Regions from separate parts of the Zea mays genome. Here region 2 is linked to region 1. Evidence: chromatin contacts called from public Hi-C data. All regions are on one chromosome and are shown on one strand. Each heading gives the region's core, a stretch centred on a gene start, on an enhancer-like site or on the middle of the called end of the contact. The rest is flanking DNA. Distances are from core to core; before and after follow the strand shown.

Evidence for each region. Hi-C and Micro-C count contacts between places; a contact is called where the count stands out from the background.
Region 2: a Hi-C map of leaf shows a contact between it and region 1, with 4 times the contacts expected there. The contact joins the promoter of LOC100283050 here to the promoter of LOC100284274 in region 1. A contact is called at or near these places in 3 of 25 Hi-C or Micro-C datasets (ear, leaf and tassel).

The regions. Positions count from the first base shown.
Region 1 is chr1:205,009,519-205,016,657 of Zm-B73-REFERENCE-NAM-5.0, reverse strand. It overlaps LOC100284274 (mitochondrial 2-oxoglutarate/malate carrier protein), which reads left to right and starts at 3,839. Exons shown (of 1, transcript NM_001370620.1): 1 at 3,839-5,613. The coding sequence starts at 4,381. The coding sequence ends at 5,361.
Region 2 is chr1:205,231,669-205,238,807 of Zm-B73-REFERENCE-NAM-5.0, reverse strand. It overlaps LOC100283050, which reads left to right and starts at 4,540. Exons shown (of 1, transcript NM_001155952.2): 1 at 4,540-6,296. The coding sequence starts at 4,991. The coding sequence ends at 5,917.

The sequences.
Region 1 (7,139 bases), core at 2,590-5,089:
GTGACACTATTGCTCACTTCGTCCTCTCTTTCATGGTAATGGTTAACATGGCTACCTATCTACTACACTGTTTATAATAAAAATTATGTTAGTTATTATTCTATATATGTTCATCACGTTTAGAGCACATGTACATATATCCGACGTCATATATTTGTTGACTAACAATTTCTAGATTAAACTACTACTGAAATTGTCTAAATTTTTAAAAGTACGCGTACGTATTCACTGGAAAACGTATCCAGTACAGTACTGTGGCCGTGCTTGCTTTACGACGGGAGTACGGGACATCGGGAAAGGTCCGCACTGCTCGCATGGACAGGTTAGAGCCACCTCTCTAGTCCTTGCGCGCCTTGCCAAATTGCCAGTGCAACGAACGAAGCGAAGAAATCGCTCGCCGCGCCGGCATGGCGCCTCCGTACTCCGTAGTGCTCGCGCAGGACACCCAAGCTGACTTCCAGTTATTCAACGGAGCAGGAGTTAATAAATTAGCTCAAGAGCTGACTTTGCTGCAAACGGCTCTTCAGAAAACAAGCAGTAGATGAACTGCACGGCCAGCAACCAGCCGAGCCAACCAGGGCTGCTCTACTCACGTCTTGACGAGCCACTGTTGAATGTGTCTTGCTCGCGAGTCGCACGTCCTTCTCACGTCACTTGTTACCACGTGTTAGGTAAATGTACATATATTATCTCGTTTCTGAAACCGTCAACAAATCGGCTACAGAGTGGTCACCTGTGACTTTCCTGGCTTAAACCACTTCAAACCACCTTTTAAATTTCTTCAGAACTTTCGGGCTTGGAATATTTGCTGTATGCATATCTCAGCTGAGTGGAACGCCTCCTTTCCACGGGCTTAATTAGTACTCAGCACCATAAAAAGTATACTAGCAAAGTGTCCATATTTATGATCTCGTGATTTCTCGTGCCACCGCACATGCCACCGTCCCGTTGTCATTGCCCAATATCATTCTAGCGGTACCTACCAACAACTTTCCTGTCTTACACCACTCTTTTAGAGCTTTTCGGTTATTTTCAATCCATATAGATTGGAGGGGATTGATACGGATTGAAGGGGATTTTGACTTACTAGGGATTAAAACCTCCTCGGTCCATATAGATTGGGGTAGAACCGAACCAAACCCTTAGATAACGTTTCAGGGTTTGGTTTCAAAATACGTTGGAATAGAGCCGCTCTGCTTCAAATTTATTATTGTTTAGATTGATTCTATATAAAACAGTGTTGTTCTAAAAATAAAATAAAATATGCTAAGAGCAACTTCAAGAGATTAGATATATGGTTTTGTAAAGGTAAATTTAGCTAATATTAAAAGAAAATTGTATCCAATAGATTCTGTAAACGACTCTTCAAATTTAGCGGCTCTCTATTTCTCCATCGTCGCTCTCTAATTTTGGATAACCTACTTCACTCTCTATTCAATCCATAGGTTTACCGAGTCTGTTGGATTAGCCTATATTTTTCTCTAAAATCTATTTTAGAGAGTAGCTAAATCAGTAAATTTGACTAGTCTTTTTAGCTAATTTTTCGGAGTTACTCTAAAATGTTTAACTATTTAGCTTCTCAAAATTTCTCGAACGAAGCGGCTCTCGAGGACACCGAAACCAAACACGCTACCTTAATTTCTTCGGATATTTCAGCCTCGAAACATTTGACATTGTTTTAGTGTAAACATCAAAGGCCCCATTTATTTTAGCAACCGCCCTGTAAAAAAAAAAGAAGAAGACACATTTTGTATTGTTAAGATAAGACTTTGGCTCACGATTGTTATTTCATATACTAATATGGGACAAGTAAACCTTTTGAATGTAAATATAGTTACAACAATTCTATTTGTGCTGTAAAATCTCTATACTGAATAAAAACTATCAAACAAAAGGCCATCCCAAATAAGTGTGACTAAATACGGTATCTACAAAATGTGTGTTCATGTTTGGTTCTAGGGAGTAAAGTTTAACACCAAAATGAACATATGACATGGGACACGTAGTTAAGAGTCTGTTTAGTTCAACTTTTTTCTGAGAATCTAAATATCATAGAGATTATGTGACGAGAATATGGGTGTGAGAAGAAACCAAACAGTAATGTAGTCTTGTAGACATGAACCGAACAGATCCAACACTTTTTTGGAAGGGCACCAGTGCCTTTCGTACCAACTGGCACGAGTAATTGTACTATGCTCTTGCCCCTCCTAGCCCACTACTTTCATCGCATCACGGGGCTAGTGCAGTAGACAAGGAAAAAAAAGACCAAACGGAGCACGTACCATTAGCCTCGCTGCGTTGCTGCCTGCCTGGGGCTCTTCATCGTCCTCCCGATCCAGTTGCCCGGTAGCCCCCTATAAACACTAGCGTCCCAGTCCCAAACAAAAGGCAACCACGGCTGGCTCAGCCCTCTTTCTGGTTACCAACGCAGGAGGCGCAGGACAAGTCCAGGGGCCAGGGCTCAGCTCAGCACCAGTACGTATACGTACGTACTACTAGCTACGCTAGCGAAAGGCACACAGGTTGGTGGACTTGATGGAGCACAGGTTTAATGCACGCTGCTCGCAGGGTCAGACGTGTTGACGCGTTACGGAGAATTGGTGTTCCAGCCCGCACCAGCTGCGACCTAGCGCTCCCCCCGCGTCTCTGGAACGGCTGTACTGGAGGCTGGACCGTGCGCCCACGCGCTCCTTCTAGGCTTCTACTACTAGTCCACCAGTGTGGCACTCCCAGTCCCACCACCAGCCTAGGACCCGTGGCGCGACCGCGAAACGCCGGCCAGGACCCCCCCGCGCGCAAACACCAAACAGACAGACGTCCGGAAGAGTGGAGGTGGTGGGGCCGTGGGAACCGCTCCCAGGCAGGCGGATGCGGCGAGCCGCCAGGCCAAGGCCGGGCGGGATGAGACCTTGGCCGCTCCCCCGCCCGTTCGAGTGGTGGCTCTGGCTCCGTCTGGACGGTGGGCGAGCGGAAATGGCCAGGCGACCGGCCCGCCGCTGAGGCCTGGCATGTGGCGGCTGCGTGCCGCACGGCAACAAACAACAACTTGGCGCCGATCAGGCCGGTGCGAAAGCAATAGCGCGGTACTGCTGCCTGCTGGCTGCTGCTGCTGCGTGCCTGGCTGGACTGTACACTGTGTTGGAACGAGCCACCCATGTACACACGTAATACACACGACCCTGATAGGACGCTGCATCCCGTCTGTTACAATTCCTTTCCTTGGCTACGCGCCAAGGTCTAGCGCGCGCGTGGCCCACCTCACACCCCCGCCGCAGAAAAGCACTTCCCCAATTCCAACGCCTCCGGTGTGTCTTCCCTCCTGTATATGTTTTGTTTTGTTGGCGAGCACGTTCCTGTCCTGTGCGTGCTAGGCAGCCAGCCTCGTCGTCCCTTTTGCGTGAAAAAAGGGGTGGTGAGACGTGAGCCTGCGCTCCCTGCGTCCCTCGGCGCGTGCCGTTGCCCGTTGCCTTCGCTTCGTCCTTCGGGCACCCCCAGTCCCCACGGCCCCACCCTACCAAAACGAATAGAAAAAAAACTCCAGCAAATCCCGCCGCCGTTCGTTTCCAAACCCTAATTGTGGATGGGGCCCACCAAGGCCAGGCCCAAACAGACGGTCCAGATCAGGGCACAGCCGCTCGCGGACGGCCACCAGCCAGCCCGCTGCCCGCCAGCTCTCCTATATGCCCGCGCCGCCGCACGACGCGCGGAAGGACGGAAGCCGTAGGCAGTCGGCCGCGGGCCACCCAACCCACCGCACCGATGACGCGGGCGGCCAGGCCAGGCCCCTTCTCCCCCCCAACTCCGCGTTAAGGCGAAGCGATCCCAGAAAGCAATCACAGCTCGGGCGGCCAGGTCGCCTTCCTCTCCCACCCGCCCGCGCCGCGCCGCGACTGCGAATCTGCCTTCCCCAGTCCGACCGCGAGCGCGAGGCCGTGGAAGCGGAACCCCAACCGCGGAGCCTCCCCCTGTTCGTCTCCTTCCCTGGCCCTTCCCGCACCGCGCCACCCAGCTATAAATTGCGTCCCCTCCCTGCCGCCTTCTTCCCCCACCCACACATCCGACGCCGAGGAAGTAGGAAGCACGACCAGCATATGTCACAGAGGGCCAGCGTCCCACACTCCTCCTGCATAGCCTTCGCGCTCCATTCCCATCTCCTGGTCTCCAGTGAGATGTGCCCCAGCTCCTATTGGCAGCAATAGCTATTCTCCGCCTTCCTTTTTTTCTTCTTCTTCTTCCTTTCCTCCCGTCTGGATTTCGTTTCCGTTTGATCGAGCTGGCTCTCAGCTTCCGTTTTTAGTTTTGTTGGCATCTTTGCTCTCGGATCCGTCTCTCCCTAACTCCTGAAACCCAAAAGGAGAGAAGAAACCGGGCAAGCAAGCGATGGGTGTCAAGGGATTCGTCGAGGGCGGCATCGCCTCCATCGTGGCCGGCTGCTCCACCCACCCGCTGGACCTCATCAAGGTCCGCATGCAGCTGCAGGGGGAGGCGGCGGCCGCCGTGGCGCCGCAGCCGGCGCTGCGCCCGGCGCTCGCCTTCCACGCCGGGGGCCACGCCGTCGCGCTCCCGCACCACCACGACATCCCGGCGCCGCCGCGGAAGCCCGGGCCGCTGGCCGTCGGCGCGCAGATCCTGCGGTCCGAGGGCGCCGCGGGCCTCTTCTCGGGGGTGTCCGCCACCATGCTGCGGCAGACGCTCTACTCCACCACGCGGATGGGGCTGTACGACATCCTCAAGACCAGGTGGGCCCGGGAGAACGGCGGCGTCCTCCCGCTGCACCGCAAGATCTTGGCCGGCCTCGTCGCCGGCGGCGTCGGCGCCGCCGTGGGCAACCCGGCCGACGTGGCCATGGTGCGGATGCAGGCGGACGGGCGCCTGCCCCTCGCGGAGCGCCGGAACTACCGCGGCGTCGGCGACGCCATCGGCCGGATGGCGCGCGACGAGGGCGTGCGCAGCCTCTGGCGCGGGTCCTCGCTCACCGTCAACCGCGCCATGATCGTCACGGCGTCGCAGCTGGCCACGTACGACCAGGCCAAGGAGGCCATCCTGGCGCGCCGCGGCCCGGGCGCCGACGGCCTCGCCACGCACGTGGCCGCCAGCTTCACCGCCGGCATCGTCGCCGCCGCCGCGTCCAACCCCGTCGACGTCGTCAAGACGAGGATGATGAACATGAAGGTGGCGCCCGGCGCGCCCCCGCCCTACGCCGGCGCCGTCGACTGCGCCCTCAAGACCGTCAGGTCGGAGGGACCCATGGCGCTGTACAAGGGGTTCATCCCCACCGTGATGCGCCAGGGGCCCTTCACCGTTGTGCTCTTCGTCACGCTCGAGCAGGTGCGCAAGGTCTTCAAGGGCGTCGAGTTCTGAGACCGGCGACGAGGAAAGATGATGACGACAACAAACGCTGCGCTGCCAGTTCGTCACCGCGTTCGCTGCCAAGAATAATAACCCGCTGCCACCCTAGAGGCCGCGACTACTATTACGCCCTTTGCTTGCATTGCATCCCGTGTTAGACTTGTGCTCATGCGCTTCACTGCATCCTGTTGTATCTGGATGGATTTGACCAAATGCAAATTGCCAACATTTTTATTAATTAAAATTGCTACTGCAATGTCTCAACTCATGCCTTCATCTCGGCGAGTTCCAAAGATCTTGGAACTGGAACGAACCGTGAACAGACAATTTCCGCCGGTTCATGCTCTCTCCGTCACGAGTGATCTGACAACAGTTTTATTATTTTTGTTGGAATCCACGGCCTTGAACGAAACCTCCCCCGGTTCCGCCTGCTCGATGCTGCTAGCTCGGGAGATCACATGACATGATCCCGTGGAGACGGAGCAACGGCAAGGCTGCGACGTGTCGCTCGATCCGAAAAAAAAATGATACAACTGGTACACGCACGACAGGGACGTGCACGTTACGCAGTCGTGCACATTGAAGAGGAACATTGTTCATCACTGTTTAAAGACAAGTAAAAACGCGGGTTTCTCGCTGTTTAACGAAGCTACTATTATACTAACTGTTTATCACTGTATCATTCGATCTGAGCCGTCGCCTGCGGAATCAGACGGACACAAATATGTTGCAGTCTCAACGTGCATTTGGTCCCGATCCCGATCGTGTCCCTGGGGCCAGGGTACTGTGCCACTGGGCTACTAGGACAAGCACTACTTTTCTTTCTTGACACTGGAAGATTCAAAAGAAGGCCTGCCTAAAAAGCACGCAGGTTCACACGCAGAGGGCAACCGACAGTGCATGATGCCGATGCAAATGGGGGTGTCAAACTGTCACTACGACATTAGAGACCAATAGCAACGGTGGTTAGTGCGGCTCTGACGGTGGCCACACCTCGAGCACGATTAACCAATGACGCTCTTCAAAATTGGTTGCCAACTTTGGCCGCAATAGCACCAGCAGAACTGTTGCAGGAGGAGCACTTTCAAGATTATTTCTGAAATCTGCTCTCTCGGTCTAAAAATAATAAACGTTTTTTATTATACCAAATATATTTTGACCTATAATTTAGAGTAAAATACAGTGGTGGTCCTCAAACTTGACACATTATGTCACTCTAACTTAGTCAGACCATGCAAAATCATTAAAAAACAGGTTTACTTAAACCAGATGCCGATATGACATGCCAAGTTGTAGCACGCTAATCAAACCGTAACCCAAGTAACACAGGATATCAGGTTCGGGAACCAAATAACTTCGTAGTGGCACGACACATCGATATCTCGTTTGAACAAATCCGGTTTTAGACGATTTTGTATGGTTCGACTAAGTTAGGGGATCCATTTTGCTGGTTTTCTGAATTCGATGTCCTAAATAGCACAATGTGATAAGTTCGAGGACCGCTAATTCATTTTACTCTATAATTTTATCTTACACTATGTAGTCAATGGCTAAAGATACATGCTGGGGTCAGGAGTTGAGGAACATATTTCCACCGGTCTACGACCCACGGATACACCATGGATGCACGTGGTAATGGATCAATAATCAAACGGTTACCTTTGTTCTCCAATATTTGTCAGATAAATAAAAAATAACGGATAGAGTAACATGCTATCGTGGCCACCCTCCCTAGCCGGGGGACCTTAGCCGGCTTGTAGAGAAAAAAAAAATTCAGATGCCTGGTACTT
Region 2 (7,139 bases), core at 3,291-5,790, 220 kb before region 1:
TTCGTCCTTCGAAGCATTATATCCCTTCGGATATAATGATCTTCAGACGAAGGTTATGAAGGACATATCTTCATCATTAGCAAGAATGGGAATTCATAGAGATAATATATATGTCATTTATCCATATATTTGTTTCATGAAAAACATATGATTATTAATAGAATCTATATTACATTGATACTTTCGACTTGTTCGAAAGTGTTGACGCAAGAGCGATTACAATCCAGCGTCAACAGTACGGTGGTACTGTTCACCTATTTATAGGCACGAGACACAGCCCGGGTAAAAATACATTTATGACCTTAACATTTATTCATAACTGTAACATAAATCATTAGGGACTAGCTAGTATTTTCCTCTTCGGCTCAGCATCATGCTTGATCTTCGACACCGCTTTAAATCGAAGTTGTTACTCGGCTATAGCTTCGGCATTCATTGTTGTCATTTTCGGGCTATGTCTTCGTTTTGAAGACCTTCGGCGGAGGAGAAGACTCCCATCATGAGTCTTTGTTTGTGACGAAGCTCCTGTAATAATCAACATTATACTAGAAACAAATGGTTAGTCGTGTTTTTCAGGACCCTTGGAAGAGGAAGGCCCCCAACAGTAGCCCCTTGCAGTATTAGTTTGTTTCTTTGTAACAAATTTAGATTGTGACATGAACAAAGGCCTTTAGCTGAAGGTCCGAAAAAACACCTTCCCTTCGCTAGAATAGCGAATCGTCTTAATCGTGGAACCCACCGCTCAGTGGTGCTTTGTGTATATATACAGAGGCTTGCGCTATGAATATTTTTCGTGCTATCTAGCTCTTTGTGTTGTGATTGCCGTTTTAGCTTTCTTCTTCTATGTGCGTAACTATTTTTTGAGCTTCGGCTTTTGTTGTGATCATCATCGAAATTGTCGAACATAAGAAGACTGTAGACCCCACACTTGCAGGTTTTAACGAAGCTATGAAAAGGACCAATGTTGAAAAAAAATCACTGATGAAATGTTGGCTGGGCTATCTGGGGATTCCAGCGACAGTGATAGTTTTGATGTGGAGAGCGATAACGAAGATGCCGAAGATCGGCCATAGAGGCCGAGTCATGTTGTTTTTTGAAAAATCCATTGTTAAGCAAGGACAGATGGAAGCGATGAAGGGAAAATATTTCCATGATATATCCATTGTGAGGGCTGGGGAAGAGAGTATCGTTCCTCTTCCTGAAACAGACGAAGTAATGGTTTTTAAGAGTTTTATGAAGGCTGGGTTTTGTTTTCCCTTGCACGAGATGCTGGTTGAAGTGTTAAAGACATTTGAGATATACCTTCATCAGCTTACTCCCGAAGCTTTAATTAAAGTGGGGGCTTTTACTTGGGCCATGAGGAGCCAAGGGCTGGAGCCAGATGCCAAATGTTTCTGCAACATTCATGAATTATCCTACCAGACAAAAGCAACTGGGAAGAAACAGTATCACAACAACTTCGGGTGCTACAGCTTTGTGCACCGCTTTGATGTGAGGTATCCCGTGCCGACATTCCAAAAGAAGTGGTCGGACACTTGGATGAAACAGTGGTTCTATGTGAAGAATGATCTGAGTGAGAGGGAAGATGTGAAGGGTATTATCCAGCGTCCCATACGGTCACGCTTCGGCATCAGAAGGCCATCAATTACAAGTGGAAACGAAGTGCAAGCGTGTTTGATGGCTTTCAACACTGTGTGTACTTACATCGGTACCAGAGATTTGGTACAGGAGCATAATGCTTACAAGGTTTGGTCACTCGTTAATGACTGGGAAATGCCGAAGGAGTGTTCTGCCGGTTCTAGCGAAGGTGGCTTGGTTTACCTGAGATATACTAAACGTTTTAGAAATCAGTTTGATGAGCCAAATGATGACTGGCTTGAGGTTGTCGAAGCTACCAGTGACGAGCTGCTGGGAGCTTACACGAAGGTAGAGGATGAAGCTATGACCACTGCCTTCGGCGCTCACGGAAAGAGGAGGTTGAATAGAGTTTTTGATGTGATTGGATATTTTTATCCTGATTACTGCTTTCCTGCTCGAAAACAAGGGTTGAAAAGAAAAATGGCAGCCTCATCCTCTTCCACCGCGCCTAAGCTGAAGAAGGTTAAAATTTTAACTCATAGGCCGAGGCCACATTCTATAAAAAGGACAGCCGTAATACCTGATACAAAGAGGATAGAGATTGCTGAACAGGCCGAAGCTATCCCCTTAGCTTCGGAGACGATTCCTGTTGTGACGGTCGAAGTTAGTGCCGATCCAGTAGAAGAGTCTGAGATAAAGAGCTCAAAGGCAGAAGAGCAATCAAAACTGTTGAGTCCCCCAACCACAACTGGGTTGCCGAGGCTAACAACTGCTGTAACAATGATTCCTAAGAAAAGGAGGATGGCCAGTGTTTTGGATGTTGTTTTGAAGTCTACAAATATTCCAACTCCTGCTTCTATCGAAGCTCCCAAAAATAACGTTGAAGAGTCGAGAGAAGTACCCACTGCAAGTGCTTCTCCCACTTACACTGAGGCTAAAGCTTCGAGGGTTAAGCTAGCAGAACTAGCGAAGGAAAGTCTTCATGAAAAGCCAACATTGCCTACTCCTGAAGCACCTTCCCAAGTTGATTCAAAATATATTGTTCGTCATGCTTCGGGGAAGCAACTATCCGAAGATCAAATTGCCGAAGTGCAACATTATGCAAGGAATCTTAAATACCCTTGGGGATCCTTAGTTTATAGAGGGAGCGACGAAGACGACTTCCTTTACTGTCTACCAGACAGGAAGGAGATTGATGTTTGCCGGGAAATGATGGACAACATGGGATACCTGAAGCTTGAGCATGGTCTGTCTGTAATGACGAAGGACCAACTTGTAGATAGTCTCGCTTATAACAGCCTGAAAGTTTGTTTATTTTGCCTTCATATTTGGTAATTTTTATTATGATGAACGATTTTGTGGTGATAATTATTATCGTTATTTGTACATTCTTTGTTTGTCAGGGTCTAATTCTTAGCAAAGCTTTAAAGGCTCAGAAAGATGCAGAAGATGAGAGCAATCAGATGGCAATTAGAAACCTTCGTTCGGAGGTTATAACTTTGAGAAACGAAGCTCTCGAGAAGGATAAGATCCTGCTCTCTTTGGTGGAAAGATTAAAATCTAGTGAAGCTAGGCTTTCTAGCCTTTCCGAAGCAGAGCAGAGGGTAAAGGTGTTTGAAATGAAGCAACAAAAAATGTGAAGCGCATTGCTGACTTGGAGTATGCGCTATTTGTTCAAGTAGAATTGCACAGATCTGAAGTGCAAGGATTGAAAAAGAAACTCGATGAAGTGACTGAAAATTTCAATGTCGAGCAAATAAAGCGCGAAATATCTGATACTCAACGGCTGAGAGTTCAAAAAAATGTCGAGGAGCTTCGTCAAGCAAAAGAGGAATGCTACAATGTTGCCCTGGAATGTTGTAATAAATTGGAAGATAGCTTTGCCAAAATTGGTGCGTTCTCTACGGGGCAAAATTTTATTCGTGGCTATCCTGATTGAGTTATTCGGTGGATTAGCGGCGAAGCCGAAGGTTTTGAGGAGATTCTCGGTGATAGGGGAGACTTATACGCCTTCATCGGCGCCTGCGGAGCTGTGTCACTCCTTGAGAAGGTTGGCTCTGCGAGTATGCAAAGACTGTGGTTTAGCCAGGATTCTCGATCTCAGCCAACGACATTAAGAACCCTTCGGCCGAAGCCGCTGCGCTAAGTGGAAAGTTTTATTCCGAAGTCTGGTTGAGAGATGGCCGAGAGGTAGCTGACGAAGCTATCAGAAAAATGAGAAAGAGTCTCATGCTACTTTGGAAGAGACCCAGAAAACTGAAGAAATTGCAGAACGTACAAGACTTTAAGTATATCTATCGTGACCTAGCAGCTTCGTAAATGTACGGCAAAAGAAGGGAGGTACATCCAAAAACAAGAATGAGAAAATGTAAATCATTTATATTTATATAATGTTTGGGACGGACTTGGACTCTTTGTGCGCGAATCTTCTAGCGTTGTTTCATTAACATGGCTATAGAGAGATACTGCCTGCTCTTTTCTATGCAGGTGCAGGTCTACCCACGTCGAAACATATTAGCAGCTCCACTACACATATAAGCTGAGGGTATAATTCGCTATGGCGTACTAACCGGCCGGGCATTGAAACAGGGATCATCACGAAGATACGTTCGTGTGTACAGTAATAATGATCTACGTACTCTCTTCCTTTGTACATATACGTGCGATTTACGCGTATCATTACCCAAAATAGTGCGATTCACCCGTATCATTACCCAAAATACTGTTTTTACTGTAAATTGTATTGTTCGTAGAATAAAGTTTGAATATGATTACGTGGACCACTAAGAGTAAGTTGATGTCAATAACCTAATCAGTAGGCCAGCGAGGAAAAGAGCTCGAGCCTTCAGCAAGATCAGTAACCCCATTTTAAACCGGGCTGGAGCCATATCCCAACCGCAGCATAAACAGGATATAAACAGGAGCCAAAGCGACACCACCCTTTCGCTCTCGCTCTCGCCACAGGGCGACAGGTGCGCGTAGCCAGGAGACACGGCTAGATTGGTAGTAGTAGAGCGAGAAGCAGAGAGAGAGAGAGAGAGATGTGTTTGTGTGGCTACATCATCTCCCCAAGGGCACAGGCACAGGCACAGCAGCCGCTTGCCTGCCTGCAGGCTGCTGCAGGCTGCTGCCGCGCAGCAGTGCCGCTGCCGATGCGTCAAAATTAGCAGCAGGGGAGTGTGCACAGTTCACGGTCTGCTCTCTTTCTCTCTCTTCCCCTATTACGAGTCCCAGCAGCTAGAACAACACAAACCCTCTCCTGTAGCTAGATGTGTGGTAGTAAGCTCTCGCTGTTAACCTCGGCAAAGAACCTACTGGAAGTCGGAAGGGAAAAAGCAAAGTAGGAGTAGCTAGCTAGTATAGCAAACAAGCTCCCCCGTGTGCCGACGAGCCGCCGACTAGGTCAGCCGCCATGGACTTCGACGAGCACGATGACGGCGACGAGGAGATGACGCCGATGCCCGTGAGCTCGAGCTACGATGCGCCGATGCAGCCGGGGCTGGGACTGGGCGGAGGAGGCGGCGAGACCCCGAAGCACGGGGATTCTGCTGGAGCCGGGAGCTTCAGGACGCCGCCAGCAGGCGGCTTCGGGGGAGGAGGCGCAGGCGCAGGCGCAGGCGCAGGCGGTGGCGGGGCCACCAGGTACCGGGAGTGCCTCAAGAACCACGCGGTCGGCATCGGCGGGCACGCGGTGGACGGCTGCGGCGAATTCATGGCCGCTGGCGAGGAGGGCTCCATCGACGCGCTGCGCTGCGCGGCCTGCGGCTGCCACCGCAACTTCCACCGCAAGGAGTCCGACAACTCGCCAGCGGGAGGCGGGGGCGTCGCGCCGCCCGATCCCGCCGCCGCCCTGTCCCCGGCCGCCATCACAGCCTACGGCGCCGCCGTGGCGGCGCACCACCACCAGTTCTCCCCCTACTACCGCACCCCTGCCGGGTACTTCCTGCACCAGCAGCTGGCGGCCGCCGCCGGGCACATGCAGCGCCCGCTCGCGCTGCCGTCCACCTCCCACTCGCTGGGGCGCGAAGAGGGCGACGACGTGTCCGGGCTGATCGGCCCCATGGTGGTGGCGCCCATGATGGGCATGTCGCTGGGCCCGGGCGGCGGCCCGTCGGGGGGCTCGTCCGGCGGCTCGGGGTCCGGCAAGAAGCGGTTCCGCACCAAGTTCACGCAGGAGCAGAAGGACCGGATGCTGGCGTTCGCGGAGCGGCTGGGGTGGCGCATCCAGAAGCACGACGAGGCCGCCGTGCAGCAGTTCTGCGAGGAGGTCTGCGTCAAGCGCCACGTGCTCAAGGTGTGGATGCACAACAACAAGCACACCCTCGGCAAGAAGCCATGACCGACCGCCGGCCATTCGCTTCGCGCCGGCGCCTGCACTGTGTGCTAGCTAGGTACACCACCACTGATCGCATTGCATCATGGATCTCCTCCTCTCTTTCTCAGCACCGTATTGCTTGCTAGCCTTTTTTTTTTGGGGGTACTCCTCTCCTTGCCTTCCTTTTTTTAGAGTTTTAGCTAGAAATGTAAGCTAGCTACTTAGGTCAGTAGCGAGCAGCAGTTCTTGGATTTTAGCTACGATGGAGAAGACGGCCGTTGTTCTCTTGTCATCTTCATTATTTTATTGTACTTCTTTGGCTGTGTGTGTGTGTGTTTCGTAGATGAGACGATCATGACGTTGGTGTTGGGAAGGAGGAGGGCAGGGCATGGCCATTTGCCGATTTGGATGGATCTTGGAGATGTACGAGTCGCTTTTGTGTTTGCAATTTAAAATTTAGATCGTGTCTGGGGATTTGGGTTGCATGCATCGCCCCTCCTCGTGCTTGGGACTTGTCGAGAGCCGGGATTATTTTTTCACTCCGCGGCCAGGGCTCCTGTCCTGGGTCCGTCGTCCGTCCACCACCCAGGCAGGCTTTGGCTGCAGCTAGGGCAGAGGCAAGTTCATCATCGATCAGAACTCAGAAGCGTCTGTTCCTAGGGGTTGTTTGGTTTGGTGCCTAAGACGCCACAATGTGCCAAACTTTTCTGCCTAACTTTAGTTCTTCAATTCGAGCGCCTAAGGTTAGGCAGATTGTGGCGCCTTAGGTAGGAAACCAAACATGCCTCTAGTCTCCTACAGCAGCTTAGCCTGCCACTGCCTTGACCACATGCCAAGCGGCTAGCAGCGGCGCACTGGCGCATGCGCTTTCCAGCGTCACCGGAGTGTGGCAGGAGAGTAGTAACTAGGAGTACTGTGACCTGTTCTTGATCCGTCCGTCTCTCCATAACCAGCCCCATTTGCTTCTCAACATCTTCTCTCTCTCTCTACTACGTACTAAGTTAATGCTGGGCGACCAGCTTCACTGCTGCAATGTCACTGGCACTGCTCGGGTCCGTAACACATTTGATGCTCCCTTGCACAATTTGGGAGCAGGCAGCGAATCGAAGGCTAGCTGCTGCAGACCCGCAGTAAACGCTGATGGACGCGTGAGGGGCGCCGTAGCAGCATATATGAGCTGATCAATGAAGCTAGCTAGTGGTCTCCTTCCTCGCTTTTATTAAGTTTCGGCATCCTCCTCCTTTCC